Linked DNA regions of Sus scrofa: all the other regions are linked to region 5. Evidence: chromatin contacts called from public Hi-C, HiChIP or PLAC-seq and promoter capture Hi-C data. All regions are on one chromosome and are shown on one strand. The core of a region is the stretch at or near the end of the contact, and the rest is flanking DNA. Distances in the headings are between cores, read along the strand shown. Region 1 holds the start of RINL (ras and Rab interactor-like protein). Region 2 holds the start of FAM98C (protein FAM98C). Region 3 holds the start of MRPS12 (a long non-coding RNA gene). Region 4 holds the start of HNRNPL (heterogeneous nuclear ribonucleoprotein L). Region 5 holds the start of ACTN4 (alpha-actinin-4). Region 6 holds the start of SIRT2 (sirtuin 2). Region 7 holds the start of PSMD8 (26S proteasome non-ATPase regulatory subunit 8).

Region 1 (2,839 bases), core at 191-2,690, 190 kb after region 5:
CCACAGCAACGCGGGATCCGAGCCGCGTCTGCAACCTACACCACAGCTCACGGCAACGCCGGATCGTTAACCCACTGAGCAAGGGCAGGGATCGAACCTGCAACCTCATGGTTCCTAGTCGGATTCGTTAACCACTGCGCCACGATGGGAACTCCTCCCAACATTTTATGAAAAATTTCAAACATTCAGAAAAATGGAATTTTTTTTCAGGGAACATCCATATACCCACTACCTAGATTCAACTATTAACATTTTATTCTTTTTGCTTTACCACACACCTGGCCCTCTATCCATCTATCCATCAGACCCCAACTCTTAACCAGGTAGAGTCCTACAGCGGGTTATCAGTTAAGGTAGCCATTAAAAAAACTATCCCTGCAGCAGTCTCAGGAGTAGGGGGTCTAAGTCCACCCATTTGTCCATCTGTCTGTTCATCCTTACATACATCCATCCACCCATTCACCCACCCATCCATTCATCCACTCACCCACCCACCCATCCATCCATCCACCCACCCATCCATCCATCCATCCATCCATCCATCCATCCCTCCACCCACCCACCCATCCACCCGTTCATCCATCCATCCATCCATCCATCCCTCCATCCACCCACCCATCCATCCACCCATCCACCCATCCACCCATCCATCCACCCATCCATCCATCCATCCACTCATCCACACATCCATCCATCCATCCATCCCTCCATCCACCCACCCATCCATCCACCCACCTATCCCTCCACCCATCCCTCCACCCACCCATCCACCCACCCACCCACTCATCCATCCACCAACCCATCCACCCATCTACCCATCCATACATCCATCCATTCACCCACCCATTCGTCCATCCACCCAACAAGTATTTACTGAGTACAGGCCCAGAATTCGGTGCCTGGGGAAAGGATGACAGCAGACTAGGCCCCTGCTCCCAGGGCTTGTGCTCTTCTTGGGGTGGGCACAGGGGATGGATAACAAACAGTTAAACAAATCCCTCTGCCCCCTGACCAGAAACCTAGGGTGTTGGGAAGTGGGAGACAGAGAGCAGGTGCCCTGCCCAGGGGAGAGCAGGCAGGAGAGGTCGGGGGAGGGAGGCAGATGCTGGCCTGGGTCCCGTAGAGGTGGAGGGGACGGATGGTGCTGGGCAGGGCCAGAGGGGGCAGCTGCCTGATACCAAAGGGAGGCAGCGAGGGGTGATGATGCCAGCTGCTTGGTCCCTGGGGGCCCCTACCTGTTCTCGGAGGGGAGGCCTGGAGGAGCAGGAAGTGAAAGTGTTCTCACAGAGAGAGGAAGCAGAGCAGGCAGGGGGAAGAGGCGGGGCTGGGGGTACCTCCCTCTTTCCGGGGGCTCAGGCCTCAGATGACTGGGCTTTGGAGGAAGGACCCTAGGCAGTCTGGGGTCCAGGGGTAAGAGCCGTGAGGCTCCTGTGGCCACAAGAGTCCCCTCTCGACAGCCTTCACGCTGTTTCTCGTAAGAGCCTGTGGATGCTACGGTTTTCTTAGGGCCCGAGATCTAACCCCTTCCTCTGGCAGCTTCCCCGTGGCCCACAGAAAAGAACAGCGAGGCCGGACAGCCGATTATTAGTTGTTCTTTGTTTTTAATTCATCTCTAATAAGTGACACCATCTGCCCTCCTTGGCATGGGAAGTGGGTCCCGAGTGAGGGGGTCCAGCACCCACTTGGGGAGCTGGAGGAAGAGACTTGGGAGACCTTGAGGCTCAGATCCCCCCACCCACGGGTAGGTTAGGTTTCAGCTACTTGGCCACAGGCTCCTGGGGACAGTAGAGGGCGTGGGGGCCCTGGGGACCCTTGGCCTGGGACAGTTAGAGGTTTGGAGGTACACCCGGCCCCCTGAGCAGTTAGAGATTAGGGAGGCTGATCCTCAGTCCCGGGGGTGGTTAGAGGCTGTGGGCTGTTAGAGGCGGGCTGCCCAAGCCTCGGCCCCAAAGAATGTTAGAGATTTGCTGGGGTCGGGGCTGCCGGGACCCCAGGTTTAGGAGGGAGTAGTTAAAAGATTGCGGAAACGTTCTGAGCTCCCCAGAAAAGAGCTGTAAGTTAGAGGAGGCCAGGGCTGGTTGGGACTCAGCTGTCCCAAAGCTGGGCGTCCTGCCTGGGAGACGCAGCTGTCACTGGGGTTTCTCTCCCTCCGAGGTCCTGGCCTCTGCCTTGGCAGGAGGCGGAGACTTCCTGGGGGAAGCTGAAGTGGTGGGATTGGGGGTGCCCGATCCCGACTGGGCATCTATGCTGGCATGCTCTTTCCGGACAAGGTCCTCCAGCTCCTTCTGCAGAGGGCAAAGTTCACAGAAGTCAGAGGTCACCATGCCTCATAGGGTCAGAGGACCTGTGGGGCAGGGGTCCAGGGACTGGGCTCAGGGTGGGCTGGGATGGCCCAGGCCCCTCACCTTCCATCCGAGGAGATCAGCGAGGGCCAAGCAGCCCTGGTCGCAGTCACCCAGCCAGGCCACGTCCCTGCGGGCGGGTGAGAGTCAGAGCTCCCAGGCTCGTTCCAGGACCCCACTGGCGGGCAGCTGGCGGCTCTGCCTTGTTGAGTGTGTGCCTTCCTGGCCTCCTCCCACCTTGGCCCTGTCCCTGCAGGCTCCGCCTCTCACCTGTACGCCTTTTTTGAATCGAAGTCCATGCCTCCTCCGAGGCCCATCATCATCCCGAGGAACGGGTCAGTCTGTGGGGGAGGTGTGGAGTGGGGGGGGAGCTCAGAGCACAGACCCTGGAGCCAGGTGGCCTGGGTTTGAATCCCAGCTCCGTGGCTCTGCTCAAGGGGCCTGGCCTCTCTGAATCTCAGCTTCCCTCTCTGCAGAGTGGGGGGAATCATGAGACC
Region 2 (3,137 bases), core at 403-2,902, 180 kb before region 5:
TGGAATTCCTGTTTTGGAGCAGCGGAAACAAATCTGACTACTAACCATGAGGATGCAGGTTCAATCCCTAGCCTCACTAAGTGGGTTGGGAATCCAGCGTTGCTGTGAGCTGTGGTGTAGGTCGCAGATGTGACTTGGATCCTGAGTTACTGTGGCTGTGGCTGTGGTGTAGGTCGGCAGCTGTATCTCCTATGCGCAGCCTGGGAACTTACATATGCCGCAGGTGAGGCCCTAAAAAGCAAAAAACAAAAACAAAAACAAACCAAAAAAACACACCCCAAGGGAGAAACTGGAATAAATGTTGCAACTCTCACACACACAAAAAAAGGACATAAGATACTTAGCCCAGTAGCACACACAAAATGCTCAATGTATGTTCTTTTTTTTTTTTGGTCTTTTTGCCTTTTCGAGGGCCACTCCTGTGGCATATGGAGGTTCCCGGGCTAGGGGTCTAATCGGGACTACAGCTGTCAGCCTATGCCAGAGTCACAGCAACGCCAGATCCGAGCCGCATTTGCAACCTACACCACAGCTCACGGCAACGCCGGATCCTTAACCCATAGAGCAAGGCCAGGGATTGAACCCACAACCTCATGGTTCCTAGGTGGATTCATTAACCACTGAGCCACAACGGGAACTCTTGTATGTTAGTCATTTTTAACTGAGTACCCCTTGTACGTCTGCTAAGCACTTACATACAGGACTCTAATCCTGACAACTGTAAGAGGTGGTTCTTATTACCCTCATTACAAGGATGTGAAGCAATCTGGCAGGAACACAATGGTGGTGAATGGTCAAGTCAAACACTAACCTCTGCCTGCAGAAGAGATTGCACTTCTAAAAAACAAACAAGGGAGTTCCCGTCGTGGTTCAGAGGTTAACGAATCCGACTGGGAACAATGAAGTTGCAGGTTCGATCCCTGGCCTTGCCCAGTGGGTTGGGGATCCAGCGTTGCTGTGACATGCGGCTCGGATCTGATGTGGCTGTGTCTGTGTCTGTGTCTGTGGTGTAGGACGGCAGCTACAGCTCTGATTAGACCCCTAGCCTGGGAACCTCCACATGCCCCGGGTGCGGCCATAGAAAAGAAAAACAAAAAAGATTGCATTCCCAGGGTGCAGTCTCTTAATCGCAACGGTTTATTGCACCTGCTCCCTCTCTCCGGGGTTTAGTAAGTAGCTAGAGGGGTGAAGGTTCAAAGGGTGCATTGTGATCAATGAGAAGGACCAACTGTTGGGTTTGTGAGTATGTGTATAGCTGGGATTCCTGGGTCCCTGACAAAATTCTAAGTAGAAAAGGAGTTAACAAGCTTTTGGACTTGGGCAGACTCCCACACTTGGTCTGGGGTGCTTTAAAAGCCACAGGGCATCTGATGGAGGCTGAGGAAAAGGAAACCAAAGTTGCTTCTATGTTGCATCAGGAGCCACATCCGTTGGTCTGTCGGGACAACTGGGAACCTGAAAGCGGACTCTGGATTTACAGAGCCAGAGGGCTCTCCAGAGTTACCCAAGGGGCTGCGCTCTATAGTATTCCTCATAGGCGGTGAACTTGGGAGCGGGCTCTGCCTCCTCCTGCACCAATTGGAATGACGAAGGCCCTTAGTTGATTGGTCAGTTACTGGGGGTGCGCACGCCCGTCCTGGGGAGGAGCCTCCCACCGGCCGGCAGGGGGCGCGCGCCCGGCGAAGAGACTACAGTTTCATGGAGGGGGCGGAGGCGGAGGAGCGGGAGTGGGCCGCCTTGGCCGGGGACCTGCTGGCCCTGGGGTAAGGGGTGCGGGGTGTGGCTGGGGGGTGAGGAAGAAGCAGGTTTGCCCTCAGAAATTCTTACAGACCTGCCCCGCCCCCTCCCGCTGCCTCGGCCCCGCTGCAGGTATGAGGGTTTCCCAGAGAGGGCGTCGCCGGGCCCCTCGTGCCCAGACTTCAGGGCGCTGTGCGCGCGGCTGGCGGCAGAGCTGGCGACGCTGGACGCCCTGGAGCGGGAGAAAGAGGAAGGCACGGAGGCACTGAGCGCCGGCGACGGTACGCGTGGAGAGGAAGGCCCCTGGGGCTGGAGCGGCTGGTGCCGCCGCCATGCCCTGACGTCTCCCGCTTCCAGCAGGTCCTGGCGCCGAGGAGGAATTCCTGCGACAGTTGGCCGGCCTTTTGCGGGAGTTGCACTGCCCCGATCGAGAGCTCTGCGGCAGAGACTGCGCATCCTCCCTGCGGAAGCCGGGCGCGCGCCTGCGCCTGCTGCGTGAGCCTGGGGCGGGCCGGGATGCGGAAGTGGGCAAGGCTGCAGCCTCGAGGGGGGCGGGCTCCGCACATTGAGGTGGAGCCTGGGTTCCCGAGGGGCCTCGGTCAAAAGATTGACTCTGGGCCGGAGGTGGGTGGGGTCAAAACATTGGGGCGGGCTAAGAGCTCCGCGATGGATGGGTTAGGCAGGTGATTCCTAAGTGGGCAGGGTTCGAAGTCCTAAGAGGGAGCTGGGTCCCAAAGTGGGTGGAGCTTACGCTGGAGGTAGAGCCAGGGTTCTAGTTGAGCGGACCTAGGAGGCCGGTGGTTTTGCAGCCGCTTGGACTTGTTGAGCCAGGTAGGCGGGGTGGCAGCCCTCCTTAATTGCGTCGCTCCTTTTCTCTGCTTTTAGGCTTTCTCTGCTCAGAGCTCCAGGCGGCCCGCCTACTCCACCTGCAACCCAAGCTGGATCCCAGCCTTGAGCCATTCGGTGGAGAGTGGGCAGGGGAGGGGGCAGAGGAGGAATCTGGCCTGGTCCAGGAACTGGTGCTTACTCTCCAAGCCCTGGGACTGCCCAGACCTCCGCGGGGGACCCCCGCCAGCCAGCTGCTGCGGGAGTTGCATGCCAAGGTAGAGAGTGGGAGCCCCTCTGCACCCGGGCCACCCTGCCTTCCTTGTAGGGGGAGAGCCCCCTCTCCAGAAGTGGCAGGGGAGGAGTGCCCTAACCACTGCTGTTTTCTAGAATTGTGACCTTCACTTTTTTTTCTTTCTTTCTTTCTTTACGGCTGATCCGGAGGCATATGGAAATTCCTGGGCCAGGGATTGAATCCGAGCCACAGCTTCCACCTGCACCACAGCTGCAGCGGAGGCAACGCTGGATCTTTTAACTCACTACACGGGGCCAGGGATCCAACTTGCGCCTCTGCA
Region 3 (2,820 bases), core at 233-2,732, 230 kb after region 5:
CCCACTGAGCAAGGCCAGGGATTGAACCTGCGTCTTCATGGATGCTAGTCAGATTCATTTTTGCTGTGTCACGACGGGAACTCCCCTTATATATATTTTAAATTAACTTCTCTGATAGAGTTTTCTGCTGGCCTAGTGGTTAAGCATTTGGCATTTATCACTGCTATGGCCCAGGTTCGATCCCTAGGAACTTGTGCATGCCTCCAGGGCAGCCAAAAAAAGTAACTTCTCTGAGCCTTAACTTCCTCACTGATAAAGTAGGGGAAATAGCTGTACCTACCTCACAGGATTGTTGTGAAACTTAAATGAGACTAATCTGTATAAAGCACTTAAAATAGGATGGCTGGGGAGGAGCTCCAAGAGATGGCTGGGAGGATTCCGAGTTCCCATCATCCTTAGCGCCCCAACAGGGTCTAGAAATATGGTGACACCGGTTCTAGTTCCCCAGCATGTAGTATTATATAGGTGCTAGCTTTGCGATTATTATCATTCGCTGTCTTATTCTCAACACCTGGAACTTAAGGTAGGCGCTCCCTAAATATCTTTCAAAGGATTAAATAACACTATTTAACTGCCTGATACTCGTGGGTAGGTGCAAACTCTACTTTTCAATCTCCAAAGGCAAGAGGCTCCCCTCACCTCTGATTCACATCTTTGTCCGGCATTTCCCTCTGTGGCCTTAGGGTAAGCCTGGTTCGACGTCGGAGCACATTGGCAGACAGTAGTAAGTTCTTAGTGCAGAGTGGGTACTCAACAAGCCATATGGAACAGGAGCATCATGGATATCTAGACTGTAGGGCCTTGGCACTCCACGGATAACTGGCACGTACGTGAGTGCCAAACACGTTTGCTAAACTTGGGAAGAAACTAAAATCCTGCGATAAGACCGCCCCCTCCTGGAGAATATCTGGCACGCCCACTTCGTCCCTAGAGCGAACAGCCAATAAGCAAAGCGGCCAGGCCTGGCAATGCCGGCCAGCGCAAGCGCACTCACGATCGCCGGCAGGTCGTCAGATCGCAGCTCCCCCTTGCGGAGATCCAAGGTGCGCGCCGCCTCTTCCGGGTATGCGCACAGCGGCTCCATGTCCAGCTGAGGGAGCGCGCTGTAGCCTTCACGTGCGTGCTCGTACAGGAGGTTCCTGTCTCGCCTCTCCGTAGCGAAGCTTCTCCTTGGGCTCTGGTTGCAGGCATAGCCTCCCCGGAGCCGCAGGCCCCGACTAGCCACCAGAGGCCACAAACGCCGCACCATGGACGCAGCCATCTTGGAAGGGGGACAAAAAGTCGCGCACTCTTCATCCCGCCCACTACGCGTTTAGACCAATTGTAAAGCAGCTCTTCTCCGGGACTAGCCAATCAAACTTTGGAAGGAGTGAGCCCCTCCCATGCCTCAAAAAACACTGTTCTGGGAGAACAGTTGGCCGAGATTGACATTATCGTTGCCCAATCGTCATCTGTTCCCCGCCCCTTCAGTGTACCGGGAAGGGCAGAGCCAGCCAATCCCTGCCGGGATAATTCCATTCAGTTAGAGGTCAGATTTGGCGTGTCGGCGGACCGGGCTAGTGTCGGAAAGGTAGACGGGATTCTCGGGTCCTCGAAACCTCCCCGGGTCTCCCCTCAGTTTCCCTTTTCCTCTTGTATGTGAGCAGGGGCGGTTGAATCCCCGAGAGGCTATTCAGAGCAAGACTAAATTTACGGAGGGACTTTCTCTGTTAGCGGCTTTAGGAGTTGTGGTTATACAGTCGGAGGAAATCCCTTAGATTTAAACGGAAGAGTCCGAGAGCGGGATGGGGAGATTTGGCCCTTCCCCGATCACGGACACTTTCCCCTCCTTCTCTATCTGAATCTCTCATCCCCTAAAACAGGGACCCTTCAGGCGGCGGGATGTCCTGGTCCGGCCTTCTCCGTGGCCTCGGCACGTCCCTAAACTGTGGTAAGTAGGGGACTAGGGCTGCAGAGCCGAGGCTAGGTGAGGGTTATCCCCCCTGGGACTTGCATCCTCTGCCGAGGGAATCAAGGTTTTAAATCAGGGAGGATACACGATGGCTTTTGGCGGAGCTGGTGTTGCAAGGGAAGGGGGTGGGAAGTAGTTGCATTGAGGGCTACTATGGGTCAGGGGGGTGTCAGGAGTTTGGGTCGGTTATTTTTTTCAGCAAATAATATTAAATATTTCCCTTGGGTGAGACGTCCAAGCAAAGTGTTGAAGTTGTTCATTCAACTGGTATTTTCCAAGAGCCTAGTACATGCCGGGCACTGAGAGGGAAGCTTTATTATGAACCTGTTTCTTCCACAAATACCAAATGTTTCTCACAGGTCATGCTCTTTGTGAGATATTCCACCTGCGTATTCACTCTTCAAACCTTTGTTAAGCTCCTTCTTTCTTTCCTTTTTTTTTTTTTTTTTTTTATGCCCAAATATGGAATTTTCCAGGCTAGGGGTTGAATCGAGCTGTAGCTGCCAGCCTACACCACAGCCACAGCAACATGGGATCTGAGCCACATCTGCGACCTACACCACAGCTCACTGCAACGCAAGATCCTTAACCCACTGAGTGAGGCCAGGGATCGAACCTGCATCCTCATGGATACTAATTGGGTTCGTTTCCACTGGGCCACAACAGGAACTCCCTGTTAAGCTCTTTTTTGACATTGACTAGGGATCACAGGGCTGAACAAGACAGATCTCTGCCCTGCTTGGGGAATCTGGGCTAGGTTGACGTGCGGATCACACAGTGCTTAGGAGGCAGGAGGAGCTCTAATGATGGTGCCTACCCTACAGATGAGCACACTGAGGCCCTGAGGTGAACAGTCGTGCTCGGCGGCG
Region 4 (2,716 bases), core at 114-2,613, 160 kb after region 5:
CAGGGAGGAGGAACCGGGTTCCAGGCCAGCAGTAACAACTGGTAGCCTCTTCCGCCTAGGGGATTGAAGAGGCTCCAATCCCTTCCAAAATGCCCACCCTCAGAGAACATTTTGATTCGAGAAACTGACTGCATCCAGTTAACCCCTAGAAATTGTAAGCAAACTTGTGATAACTCCAAAGCTTGGCTTAAACTTCTAAACGCCCAAGACCTTTCACAAGCCCTTCTTCCGGTTTTCGATGCCCACAAAAACGAGGAACATATCCTGGTCTAAAAAAACATCCTTAAATAAATGAGTTTCTGTACAGGGACAAACCATGACGCTACAAAAACTAAAAACGATCAGGCAGAATTCCCCACTCAAGCAGAGAAAAATGCCACCGCCCACGCGCTCCCCGCGGTGCCCCCCCCCAACAACCGCCCACGAGGCCGGGGCAGGAGCAGTGCGCCTGCGCAGGGGGCCAGACAGGAAAACGATAGAGAAAAACGGCCAGGCCGCGTGCCTGGCCCCCACAAGCTAGCCCGCGGCGCCTGCGCAATGCGCCAGCCGCAGCGCGAGCAGTTTCCTCCACCCCCCACCTCGGGATACCGCGCACGCGCAAGCGCCTGTCCTCGCGCAAACCCCGCCGTTTGCCCAACGTCTGCCCCTCCCCCACCCCACCCCGTCCTTCAGGGCGAGGGCCTGGGCGCGTGCGCACAGACTCAGCCACCTAAAATTAATACTCTCTAGATTGGCAATCTTCCCTCCCTTCCCCGGCCGTCTCCGGCGCCTAGGGCCCTGGCCTCACCCGCCGCCGCCGCCCGCCGCCCCGGCTCCACCGCCGCCGCCGCCTCCATGCTGGTCGCCGGCGTTGTCAGTCTTGAGCCGCTTAGGGGCCCGGCCGCCCTCACTGCCGCCGCCGTAGTAGCGGCCACCGCCGCCTCCGCCGCCCGCCGCCGCCATCTTCACCATCGCTCCGGACCGCCGCCGCTGCTCGTCCGGCTGCTGCCTCTGCTCCAACCGCCGACGCCGCTTCTCCGCCCGGGGCAGCAGCCTCCGCGACATGGCGGCGCAGAACCCGCCTCCCCCCGCCTCTCATTGGGGGAGGGACACGCCCGTCACTCGCCGCCCCCACCCGATAGGGGAGCCACTGGTCCCGCCGCGGCGGGAGGGGAAGCCTCCGTCCGCCTTGCGTGCCTATAGGATAAAGGCCACGCCGTTCTGCAAGAGCGCCCGCCCTCGTTTGTCTGGGACACTCCTTATAGGCGAGCGCTTTCTGCAAGTTATTTTGCCGACCCCACCGCCTTAAAATAAACTCCAATTTGATAGGTCGGATTTCTGGCACAGCCTGGCCTCCTTTGGAGTACCTGATAGGAGCGGCGCTCCCCAAGCTCCTGAAAAGCCCCGCCTCCTTCCCGCTCTTACTGGTTTTCTCCCTCGTCCATCAAACGGAGAGCCCTTAGTCATCCAGTCGCAGCGACTCCCTTCCCCAGCCTCTCTACAAGGAGAGAAGGAGGCCCCTCCCTTTTGCTTTTCACTACTGGCTGCTGTAGATGTCCGTCGTCTGGGTCTCCACCCGATTAGTCATTTGAGAGTGGAATCCTCTCACCAGATTGTAGGACCACTGGTGGGCCCTGATTGGGTGGAAAGGGGAGCCCATCCCAGGCCCGTAGGCGCTCTTTGGCGCAGTCAAGGAAAGGATGGGAGGCGAGGACGCATGCGCGAACTGCTTTCTGGCGCCTCCGAAGGCGGGGCAGCCCTCCAAAGGAGCGAAGGCCTGAAGTACCTTGAGTAGTTTTTGATTTGCTGTGAGCAGCACTGGAGACCTACACCAAGTTACAGGGAAACGGCCAGTGTAGCTCTGTCCCCGTCACTATATCCTATTCCTCTCTATCTCTAACTTTCACAGTGCCAGAGGAATTGTTTTTAAAAGTCCCTGTCTGACCTTTTTCTCAGTATAAAACCATTTGCTGCTGCCAACCGTCTAACCCTGTCCGGTTTGCCGGCATTCTTTCACCACTCCACCTCTAAATTCAGCCACAATAACTCAGTTTGCAGAAAGAAAAGGATTTTTCGCGCACCTCTCGATCTTTGGCCAAGCACGCCTTTCCAAACGACACTTTCTCCACTACCCCAGAACTAAGGAATAAATTTCTCTAGCCCGTGCTCAGTTCACTCTGAAAGTGTCCCTAGTCCCTACCAGCCCAGACCGCAGGGCTTCCCCCATGATAATCCCTGATCACTCAGCCCAATGATTTTCACACGACAGCCTTTACAGGGTTATCACAGTTTGGTTCTGGGTGGGTTGGTTCTGTGTGGGCAAGGGAAGGGTGGTCCCCGCCTCTGCCTTAGACTGGCCTATCTACCAAACGCAAGGTGTATGTAGCACCCAGCAAAGTGCTAGCATTAGCACTCTGCAAAGGGAGTAGTTCTAAGCGTCCAGTGGGCCTCATTTTCTTAGGGCCGGGCCAACCCTCAGAGGACACCCTCTCTCAGTCTCTAGAGTCCAACAACGCCCAATAGTTGGAACCAGGGGCGGGGCGGGGCGGGAGCTGACCTAGGATGCCACCCTGTGGGCTCTAAGGTTATGGGGCTGCCTGTTGGTGGGAAGGAAGAAGCAGTCAAGAAGAGAGGAGACAGTAGTGGGAAATGCGGGGGCGGCCCCCCTAAAGATGCTCCGGAACCTTTCCATCCGGGTGAAAGGGAGTTCCCGAAATGGAGGTCCCGGTGGAAACTA
Region 5 (2,833 bases), core at 121-2,620:
GGGTGTGGCCATGTGGGATGGGAGAAGTGGGTGAATTTTGTATATACTTGGAAGATGGATCTGACAGAATTTCCTGAACGACTGGATGTAGGGTGTGAAAACAAAGAGGAGCCAAGGATGACTGCAAGCTTTGTTGCCTGCACAGCTGAAAGGCCGGAGGCACCATTGACCAAGATGGGGATGGCTATGGGGTGACGAGGTTTGGGAGGAAGATCAGGAGCCCAACTCTGGGTACTTACACTTGAGACACCTATTATGTGTGAGTGTCATTTGTATTTATTTACTGTCGTGTCCCCCATACACTTGAGAACTTGGCGCACTTACCATGCTCAGCACCTTATCACCAGCATCCAAGAAGAGTTCCTGGAATACAACAGAGGCTCAATAAATGCTTTTTGAATGAGTGAAGTAAACACGTCCAAAAAATCCTCCACTTTCCCAGTCAGCCAGTATCCATTCGGAGCTACCATGTCCATTTTGTGAATTCTTCAAGAGTTTGTTTAATTGTCCTCCTTGTTCATAAAGCCAACTCTGCCAGTTTCCGTTGTGGCTCAGCAGGGCGTAAATCCAAATCCGACTGGTATCCATGAGGATGCAGGTTCCATCCCTGGTTTCTCTCAGAGGGTTAAGGATCGTGGGTTGCTATGGCTGTTGCATAAGCTGGCAGGTGTAGCTCTGATTTGATTCCTAGCTCAGGAACTTATATATGCCACAGGTGTTGCCCTGAAAAGCAAAGGCAAAAAATAAAAAAATAAATGAAGTCAATCCTGACTACTTCATTTCCATTCTAGTTCTGTTTGATTTTTCTTCATAGCACATATCCCCTTGGAATATATACATACGCTATGTACTTTTTTTCCCCCCGCATCTGTGGCATGTGGAAATTCCTGGGCAAGGGATGGAAAATGAGCCACAGCTGGGGCCGATGCCACAGCTGGGGCAACGCTGGATTCTTAACACGCTGCACCACAGCAGCAACTCCAATACACTGTTTCCTAAAATTGTGTTTTTTTCCTTTCACTAGACGGTTGTTTCATGAGGGCAGACAGTTTTGTCTATCTTATTTAGTGTTGATGCGTAAAACATGGTCTGGCACATAGTAGGCGCTTAATATTTGTTGAATTTCTGGCGCCGAAAGGGAATACACTCCACGCCAGAGCCCAATGGCCAGACCCGCCGGCCGAATCCTTCGCTCTCTGGGCCCGCCCACACGTAGAGGCCGCGCGCGCGCGCGCGCGCGCGAGGAGGCGAAGCTCGTCCACGAGCCGAAGGGCGGCGGGGAAGTGGACTCTGCGCAGGCTCAGAGCTTCCCGAGGCGGGGTCTTAGGGCCTTTCTCGTTAGGAAGCGCGCGCGCGCGCGCGCGGGAGGGCGGCGGCGGCGGCGGCGGCGGAGGCGCGGTGCGCAAGCGCAGCGGGCAGTGCGCAGGCGCTAGCGCAGGGCGGGCTGAAGCAGCTGAAGCAGCGGCGGCGGCGGCGGCGGCGGAGGCTCGGGCAGAGGGGCGGGAGCAGAGGCGGGAGCGGACGGGCTCGGGAGAGGCGGCGGAATGGTGGACTACCACGCGGCGAACCAGTCGTACCAGTACGGCCCCAGCAGCGGGAGCAATGGCGCCGGCGGCGGCGGTAGCATGGGCGACTACATGGCCCAGGAGGACGACTGGGACCGGGACCTGCTGCTGGACCCGGCCTGGGAGAAGCAGCAACGCAAGGTGCGCGGCCCGCGGGCCGGACGGGCTGGAGGGGGGCTTCCGAGGGAGGCTGGGCGCCGGGAAGGGGTTGGGAGTCCTGAGATGGGAGTGGAGGGTCTGTGATGAGAACCGGGCGTCGTGAGAAGGAATCGGTGGATCTGAGAAGGTGTTTGGGGTCCTGAAAAGGAGTTGCAGAACTTGAGCAAGGAATTGGGAGTCTGAAAAAATCATTGGCGGCCGAGGAGAGAATATGGAAATCTAAAACATGGAATCAGGGAGTCTGTGAAGGAATTAGGCGGGTCGAGGTGGGGAATTGGAGGAAACCAGCGAGATGATTGGAGACTCTAAAATGGAATTGGGTCTGAGGCGGGATCGAAGGCTCGGGTTGGATTGGGGTTGCTGAGAGAGGAACGGGGGGTCTGGAATTTGGGGGTCGGGGCAGTCTGAGGAGGAGCTCGAGTGTGCAGGGGGTTGTTTGGCTCGCAGAGTCCTCTGAAGAGGATAGGATTGTGGGAGCCCCAGGCTGGGGAACTTCTAAAGGGGGTGAGGATTCTGGAAGTCTGAAGATGGGGTTGGGGGGTACTCAGGAGGGGATTGTGGAGTGGGAAGGGTGGTGGAAGGACAGGGGAGATAAAAGCAGAGGGGCTAAGGAAAGAAGTGACTGTGAAAAGACCCGGGGCTTAGGATGTGGGGATGGGGAGGGTGGCGAATGAGGTCTGGAACGGGGGTCCGAAGGGACCTGTGAATGAGAAGTCTTGCAGGGGGTGAGATTTACTGGGGGTGCCCCGTTTTAAGGGGAAGAGGAGAAGACTGGACAAGAGAAGGCATGAAAGGAATTGATGAGGCTAAAGGCCTCATCGATGAGAGGCCCAAGGGAGATAGGGAGAGTATTTGGAGCGTTTTGAGGAGGGGAGCCGAAGAATTGCTGGAACGTCCACAAAGGCTCCGCCAAGGGTTGGCGGCGCCTGAGGCCAAGCAAGGTAGCCTGGAAAAGGTGAGGATGGAGGGAGGGAAGGGGCAGAATGGCGGAGAGTGGGAGGGAGGTTGGCGGGGTAATGAAAGTCTCATTAGGAAGGGAGTGTGTGATGGATAGACTGAGAGAGGAATTTGGGGGTGGGGGCGTCTGGAGATGCCGTCCCGGGACCGGA
Region 6 (3,180 bases), core at 674-3,173, 210 kb after region 5:
GCTGCCATCTCACGTCTGTGGGTGGGCTGGCACGCTTTCAGGCTGCAGACAGGGAGGCTCTGTGGAAGGACAGGAGGGCCTTGCCCGGCACGTGGGAGCAACTTGGACTAAGGGGGAGCTGGAGGTGCCAATGGGGCCTCTGTGAGTCCAAAGCGAGGCATCTGGAAGGCAATGTGCTGGGTACCATGGGGTGCAAACCCATCTCTGCTCCTCTAGCCAAGGGTCAGAGGAAAAGCTATTGAAAAACTCTGTTTCAAATCCCTCATGTGTAAAATGGACACAGTAGGCCTTGCCCCCCACAGGGATGCTGGGAAGATGAGACGCTGCACATAGAGCACGAGACAGAGTACCTGCTGGAGTAAGTACTCAGGAAATGCCAACCATGGGAATAATTAGCGGAGCACCCCAGCCACCTGACCTCTGAGCGCATCTCACTCTCCCGCCTCCCCGTGTTTGCACAAGCCGTACCCTCCGCGTGGGACCCCAATTCGCACCTCACCTAAGAAAATTCTAAGTCACTCTACACTCACTACTGCGAGTCTGTACCTCAACCTGACTCCTAGATCAGCCTGTGGGATTCCTCCAGGGAAAGGACTGGCTGGAATCTGTGGGACTCCACGAAGTTTACTCTGGGCTCCCAAGGTGCCCTGAGCTGCTTTCCTTGTCACCCTACACTTGGCTCTGAGATCTCTTCCATGCGCAGTGCAAAAGAGGTTCAGAAGGGATGGGGTGGGGGGTGGCAAGGAGAGAGGAAGGTTTGGAAGGGCAGGCCGGGGGCTGAGGCTGCACGCCCTCCTCTGACAGTCCCCAGAATCCACCATTCCCCGGGAGGCTGAACCAGGAGGTGGGGGGAGGGACTGGGGCAGGGAGCTCAGGGCCCTGGGGTTCCCATCTCCCCTCTGCCACCTCCCTCCCAGGATGGGGTGTGGGAAGTCCATCTCTCTCCTTCCCGCCACCCTTCCGCCCCATCTCACCTGAGCCTCTTGCACCTTCCCTGTCTGGGTCTCCACAGGGTCTGAGGCTGGGGGGAGGAGGGGGAGCAGACGTGGTTAAGGTGAAGGGAGTGGTTAAGGGGGAAGGAAGGGCTTCAAATTAGTGGGGCAGAGGGATCAAGAAAACTCACCAACCTGGTCATACCGGGTGGGGTGGGGGTGTAAAATGGAAGTGGAGGAGGGCGGCAATGGGGAAAAGCGGACCTTATCAGTGTGCAGACGGCTGGGAGGAGAGGTTAGCGAGGGACAAAGAGGCCGGGACAGGAAGGTTTAGGCGAGGGAAGAGAAAGTAAAGCACGCCCGGCATGGAGGAAGACTTAGGAGGAGTTAGGAAGGGTGTAGTAGTGTGAGAGTGTGTGTCATTAGGTTTACAAGCAGTGGGAAGCCATAGAAAGGAGAGAAGACATACTCTGCCTGTTGGCAGGTTTGGGAGAAGAGGTGCAGAGTGTGTGTGTGTGTGTGGTGTGTGTGTGTGTGTGTGTCGGGCAGGGTGGGGTTGGTTTCGGAGAAAAAGGAAGCAATAGGAGGGGACCCTGGCATCCTACAGTTGCTACTAACAACCAGGTACCCTTAGCAACCAGGACCGCGGCATCTTAAGTCCCTAGCAACGAGGGTCCTTGGCAACTAAGGTGCGAGAAACATGTGATCATTAGTAACTTGGGGGAAGTGGCAAACGGACCCTTAAAACCTAGCGACCCAGAAAGCCACCAATCTAGCAATATGGATCACTTGGCAACTGCCCCCGGAATCCCATTTTCCCCCCCATGCAACCCCCATCTCCTGCCCCACCAAGCCTGCCCTCGGGCCCCGGGGCCTACGACCCTCAGCTAGGCCCCGGTGCAGCCCTGCCCTCCCACCGGGGTCCCCGACTCACGATCCGGCTCGGCCATGGGCGCGGGGCGGGGGCCCTCGGGACTGTCACCGACTGCTCTGTCCCGTGACGGCACCGGAAACAGGAGGGGGCCGAGACAAGGCAGAGAACTACAACTCCCAGCAGCCATCGCGATCGCATATAATGCTCTGCACCGCGTACGGAGCGCGCCCCCACGCAAAGGCCGGACTACGAGTCCCAGAGGGCTCCACGTCCACAGCCATGCTGGTAAAGGACTCCGGGAAAGTGTGGGAAAAGGTAGAACGCCGTAGTCCACCTGAGTGCTCTGATTGGTCATCATGTGGCATGGGGGCGGGGCGTGTACTACTTAGCCCACCCTGATTGGATGAGTCAGGGGGGCGTGTTGGGGAATTCCCCGCAGGGCGGAAGCTCGAGAATTCCAGGCAGAGCCCAGCGACAGGCGGGCTGCCGCTGGGGGCCCCTGAGGCTTCGGGGGCCATGGCTGGGGTTGCGTGCTTGGGGAAAGCTGCGGACACCGATGAATGGTGCGACAGCGGCTTGGGCTCTCTGGGTCCGGACGCAGCGGCCCCCGGAGGACCAGGCCTAGGCGCGGAGCTGGGTCCGGGACTATCGTGGGCGCCCCTCGTCTTCGGCTACGTCACTGAGGATGGCGACACGTGAGTGAACCTTAGACTGACAAATCGGGCCCCAGGGTCCCACATCTCCAATCCTGACTTCCCAACCTTTCAATCCTAAATCTGTCTTTTGATGCTTGACTTCCTGACCCCAAGACTGGCCTCTGATAAAACCAACTTCTTATCTAATTTTGATCCTAACCCAATAATGTCTGGCCTTCCTTTCTTGAACTGATTCTCAGAGTTATGCGTTCATTGATCAGACCCACATTCAGTGATCGATTCCACATCCAAAACTCGATTTGACCTTCCTGACCCCAGTCCTTAGCCCTCTGTTAGAACTGTAGTTCAGACAGGCTCCTCCTGACCTTTATCCTCCAAATATGATCTTTGGTCCTCAGCGCCTAACTTACATGAGCCTTAGATTTTATTTCGAAATTAATACTTGGCTTTTGACTCCAGGATCCCACCTTCTGAACTCTGATCTTCAAAGCTTACATTCAAAGAGAAAATGGAAACTACATAACAGCAGGAATTCATCTATTAAACAAATAATCCAACACCTTCGACTTTCCAGGAACTGTTTTAGGTGTGGCCTAAAGGCAGGGAGGAAAGCCCAAAAAACATTTGTCTTGTGGAGCATACATTCTAGTGGGGGTATATAGACAGAAGGGCAGATAGACTGACAGGGAGGGAGGAAGGGTAGGAGGAAGAAAAAGGA
Region 7 (2,825 bases), core at 270-2,769, 200 kb before region 5:
AGGTGACAAAAGAGAAAACAGATAAATTAGGTCTCATCAAAATTAAACCCTTTTGTGAATCAAAGGATACCATTAACAGAGTGAAAAGCCAACTGATAGAATGAGAGAAAGTATTTGTAAATCATGTATCTGATAAAGACTAATATGTAGAAAATAAAGAACTCCTTTCCCTGGTGCCTCAGGGGATTAAGGATCCCCATTGTCCCTGCTGTGGCGCAGGTTCCATCCTTGGCCTGGGAAATTTCACATGTTTTGGGTGCAGCCAAAAACAAACGAAAATGAAAATAAAGAACTCCTCTGACTCAACAACAACAAAAAACCACAAACAACTCAATTAAAAACGGCAAAGGAAAAAAATGGAAAAGAAAAAAAAAAAAGGCAAAGACTTGAAGGAGTTCTGTGGTCAAGTCAGCAGGTTAAGGATCAGATCCTGTCACTGTAGTGGCCGGGTCCAAAACAAAGCAAACAAAACAAAACATCTGCACGATATTCCACAGTGTGAATATGCAATTGATTTAATGGTTCCCATATTGATGTTTGGATTATTTTTGTTTGTTTGAGCCACCAGGATGTGGTGGAAGTTCCGGGGCCAGGGATTGAACCCATGCCATAGCAGCAACCCAAGCCATAGCAGTGTCAACAAGGAATCCTTAACCTGCTGAGCCGTAAGGGAATTCTGAAGCTGTTTTTTTATAAAGTGTCAAAAATATGTCCATTGATCTCCAGAGATCTCTTTAGTGTATTCCTTTAAAAAAAAAAAAAAAAAAAAGGCATGTTGCATTTTGGAAGGTATGTATAGTATGATGCAGTTTTTCTTTAAAAACTGTTAAAGACAACTTATTTACATATCCATTCATCCACTCATTCAACAAATATTCATTGTCTACCACAAGCCAGGAATACAACAGTAAAAAAAAAAAAAACCCAATAAACATCCCTGCTGTCATGGAGCTGACTTTCTAAATGACAGAGACAAGAGAACTCAGAAAAAGGAGAGACGTTAAGTAGGCAGGTGTGGTATATATGGAGGAATAACAGGTAGGGATAAAAAAAAAATTGGGAATCCTCCCCAAAATGTGGCATATAAAGCCGTTAATATTGGATGATTTTTAAAAATTTATTATAGTTCATTTACAATGTTCTGTCCATTTCTGCTGTACAGAAAAGTGACCCAATTATATATACATTCTTTTTCTCATATTATCTTTTTCTTTTCTTTTTTTTTATTATTTTCTCATATTCTATCATGTTCTATTACAAGCGATTAGATATAGTTCCCTGCTCTATACAGCATGAAGCCTGGATGATTTTTATAAAGCTTCCCTGCATTTCTTTGAGTTTGGGAAGGTGCACTGAGAGATTAGAGAGAAAGACCCAAAGTCAAATCTCAGCTGTTAGTCTCTTGGAAGTTTATGAAGCCTCTCAAACCCGGTCTATAATACAGGAAGAATAACATCGCTCTCCAAACAGCTCCACCACCTAGACAAGAACGCAGCGTCCGGAAAGACCAAGCTGAAGCCAGGGCGGCCATATTGGCTCCGGGAGGAGGGGAGGCGTTGTAAGCGCTGCCCTTTACAGTTTGCAGACTTCCGGTCACCATCTTGAGTGACAGCAGAGGCGGAGCCCCGACCGACATGTTCGTGAAAGGCCGGCCTTCGAGGGCACCTCCCCGAAAGCGACTGAGCACCAAGCGCGGAGTGCGGAGGCCCACAGTCGCAGCCCCGCCCCCGGCTTTGGGCTCCACCTACCGAGCCCACTTCCGCCGGGCAAGCGGCAGTAGGCGTCGCTGCCGTAAATCGGCTCGGCGGTTTGCCGCATCACGGAAGATGGCGGCCGCGACGGTGAACGGGGTGGCTGGCGGCTCGAGCTCGGGGCCTGCAGCGGCCTCGGGCGCAGTCCTGCAGGCCGCAGCCGGTATGTACGAACAACTCAAGGGCGAGTGGAACCGTAAAAGCCCCAATCTTAGCAAATGCGGTGAAGAACTGGGCCGTCTCAAGGTAGGGGTTACCGGGGGCGCTTCGGGGGGCCCAGACCGAACCTAATTCTGGGCTCAGGAGTGGGCCACATTGCTGGCGGCACCAAGGCGGGCTGGGCGATCCAATGGGGTGAAGAATTCGGAACAGCGAAAGTTCGGGCTTGGAGGGATGAAGAAGTGAGAGGGACCTGGAATGGACCAAATGCAGCCCCACGGTGGGGGGCAGGGGGCGGCGGTGACGGAGAGAGTGGTTCGAGCATAGACGAGTGAGAGGTTCAAATTTTGGTGCTTAGAGGCTTAGCTGGCTGGAGTGGCAGGATGGGGGTGTCGGAGTTTTTTTCTGAGGGAGGGTTCTGGACGACGCCAAGTGGGGAATGAACAGTGGACGCGGTGATGGAAGAAGAAAGCTGAGATGATGGGGTGCGTGGTTAAAACCAGGCCACATGAGGGTCTCAGATCAGAGGCTTAGGCGTGCATCTGAGGGGGAGGGGCCCAGCCAAGTTGAGAGGGCAGGATTGAACCTAGGAAAAATATTCTTTTCGTAAAGGACCAGAATGGTGCTGGAGGTGCTTCAGGCCAAGTGTGGGAGTGAGGACAAATACAGTGGCCTGGACCAAGTTGCTGAGGGGGTGTCTTTGATAAGGGATGATGTGTGGGCTGGACAATGGGGAGAGGTTAGCCCCCCCCCACCTTCTTGGTGTAGGTGGAGGGGAGTAGCTGGGCCCATCCCAACAAAGTGTGGAAAAGGATTGCCAAAGAACTGAAGGTGCTAGTGCCCCTCACCCCCACCCCCTTGATTGCACTGGGTCAGGCATGGAGTGGGTCCCCTGTTTTCCCAGTGGGCCTGTTA

Evidence for each region. Promoter capture Hi-C pulls out the DNA fragments that hold promoters and counts their contacts. A called contact is a pair of places that touch in the nucleus more often than the background predicts. HiChIP or PLAC-seq counts read pairs in DNA pulled down with a chosen protein or histone mark.
Region 1: a contact with region 5 is called in an H3K27ac HiChIP or PLAC-seq map of skeletal muscle. The contact joins the promoter of RINL here to the promoter of ACTN4 in region 5. A contact is called at or near these places in 1 of 47 Hi-C or Micro-C datasets (embryonic fibroblasts) and 1 of 2 datasets of contacts at active chromatin or transcription factors (skeletal muscle).
Region 2: an H3K27ac HiChIP or PLAC-seq map of alveolar macrophages shows a contact between it and region 5. The contact joins the promoter of FAM98C here to the promoter of ACTN4 in region 5. A contact is called at or near these places in 8 of 47 Hi-C or Micro-C datasets (embryonic fibroblasts, fetal heart ventricle, fetal skeletal muscle and 5 more) and 2 of 2 datasets of contacts at active chromatin or transcription factors (alveolar macrophages and skeletal muscle).
Region 3: a Hi-C map of embryonic fibroblasts shows a contact between it and region 5, with 2.1 times the contacts expected there. The contact joins the promoter of MRPS12 here to the promoter of ACTN4 in region 5. A contact is called at or near these places in 2 of 47 Hi-C or Micro-C datasets (embryonic fibroblasts and epiblast stem cells) and 2 of 2 datasets of contacts at active chromatin or transcription factors (alveolar macrophages and skeletal muscle).
Region 4: an H3K27ac HiChIP or PLAC-seq map of alveolar macrophages shows a contact between it and region 5. The contact joins the promoter of HNRNPL here to the promoter of ACTN4 in region 5. A contact is called at or near these places in 1 of 5 promoter capture datasets (liver), 4 of 47 Hi-C or Micro-C datasets (embryonic fibroblasts, heart right ventricle and liver) and 2 of 2 datasets of contacts at active chromatin or transcription factors (alveolar macrophages and skeletal muscle).
Region 6: a contact with region 5 is called in a promoter capture Hi-C map of fetal liver, with 2.1 times the contacts expected there. The contact joins the promoter of SIRT2 here to the promoter of ACTN4 in region 5. A contact is called at or near these places in 2 of 5 promoter capture datasets (fetal liver and liver), 2 of 47 Hi-C or Micro-C datasets (embryonic fibroblasts and liver) and 2 of 2 datasets of contacts at active chromatin or transcription factors (alveolar macrophages and skeletal muscle).
Region 7: a contact with region 5 is called in an H3K27ac HiChIP or PLAC-seq map of alveolar macrophages. The contact joins the promoter of PSMD8 here to the promoter of ACTN4 in region 5. A contact is called at or near these places in 1 of 5 promoter capture datasets (liver), 3 of 47 Hi-C or Micro-C datasets (embryonic fibroblasts and liver) and 1 of 2 datasets of contacts at active chromatin or transcription factors (alveolar macrophages).

What each region holds. Positions count from the first base shown.
Region 1 is chr6:47,680,843-47,683,681 of Sscrofa11.1, forward strand. RINL (ras and Rab interactor-like protein) reads right to left here and starts at 1,441. Exons shown (of 13, transcript XM_021094350.1): 1 at 1,236-1,441. SIRT2 (sirtuin 2) reads right to left here. Exons shown (of 17, transcript NM_001114271.1): 15 at 2,613-2,683; 16 at 2,406-2,472; 17 at 1,585-2,285. The coding sequence ends at 2,130.
Region 2 is chr6:47,313,754-47,316,890 of Sscrofa11.1, forward strand. It overlaps FAM98C (protein FAM98C), which reads left to right and starts at 1,653. Exons shown (of 8, transcript XM_003127113.5): 1 at 1,653-1,763; 2 at 1,870-2,018; 3 at 2,098-2,232; 4 at 2,623-2,840. The coding sequence starts at 1,699.
Region 3 is chr6:47,727,036-47,729,855 of Sscrofa11.1, forward strand. It overlaps MRPS12 (a long non-coding RNA gene), which reads left to right and starts at 1,483. Exons shown (of 3, transcript XR_002344649.1): 1 at 1,483-1,570; 2 at 1,863-1,930. It overlaps SARS2 (serine--tRNA ligase, mitochondrial), which reads right to left and starts at 1,359. Exons shown (of 17, transcript XM_021094351.1): 1 at 995-1,359. The coding sequence starts at 1,261.
Region 4 is chr6:47,654,493-47,657,208 of Sscrofa11.1, forward strand. HNRNPL (heterogeneous nuclear ribonucleoprotein L) reads right to left here and starts at 1,364. Exons shown (of 15, transcript XM_021094349.1): 1 at 788-1,364. The coding sequence starts at 1,044.
Region 5 is chr6:47,492,464-47,495,296 of Sscrofa11.1, forward strand. It overlaps ACTN4 (alpha-actinin-4), which reads left to right and starts at 1,371. Exons shown (of 21, transcript XM_003355883.4): 1 at 1,371-1,706. The coding sequence starts at 1,545.
Region 6 is chr6:47,701,419-47,704,598 of Sscrofa11.1, forward strand. SIRT2 (sirtuin 2) reads right to left here and starts at 1,924. Exons shown (of 17, transcript NM_001114271.1): 1 at 1,867-1,924; 2 at 975-1,021. The coding sequence starts at 1,882. NFKBIB (NF-kappa-B inhibitor beta) reads left to right here and starts at 2,226. Exons shown (of 6, transcript XM_003355897.5): 1 at 2,226-2,501. The coding sequence starts at 2,323.
Region 7 is chr6:47,288,372-47,291,196 of Sscrofa11.1, forward strand. PSMD8 (26S proteasome non-ATPase regulatory subunit 8) reads left to right here and starts at 1,520. Exons shown (of 7, transcript XM_005664584.3): 1 at 1,520-1,997. The coding sequence starts at 1,635.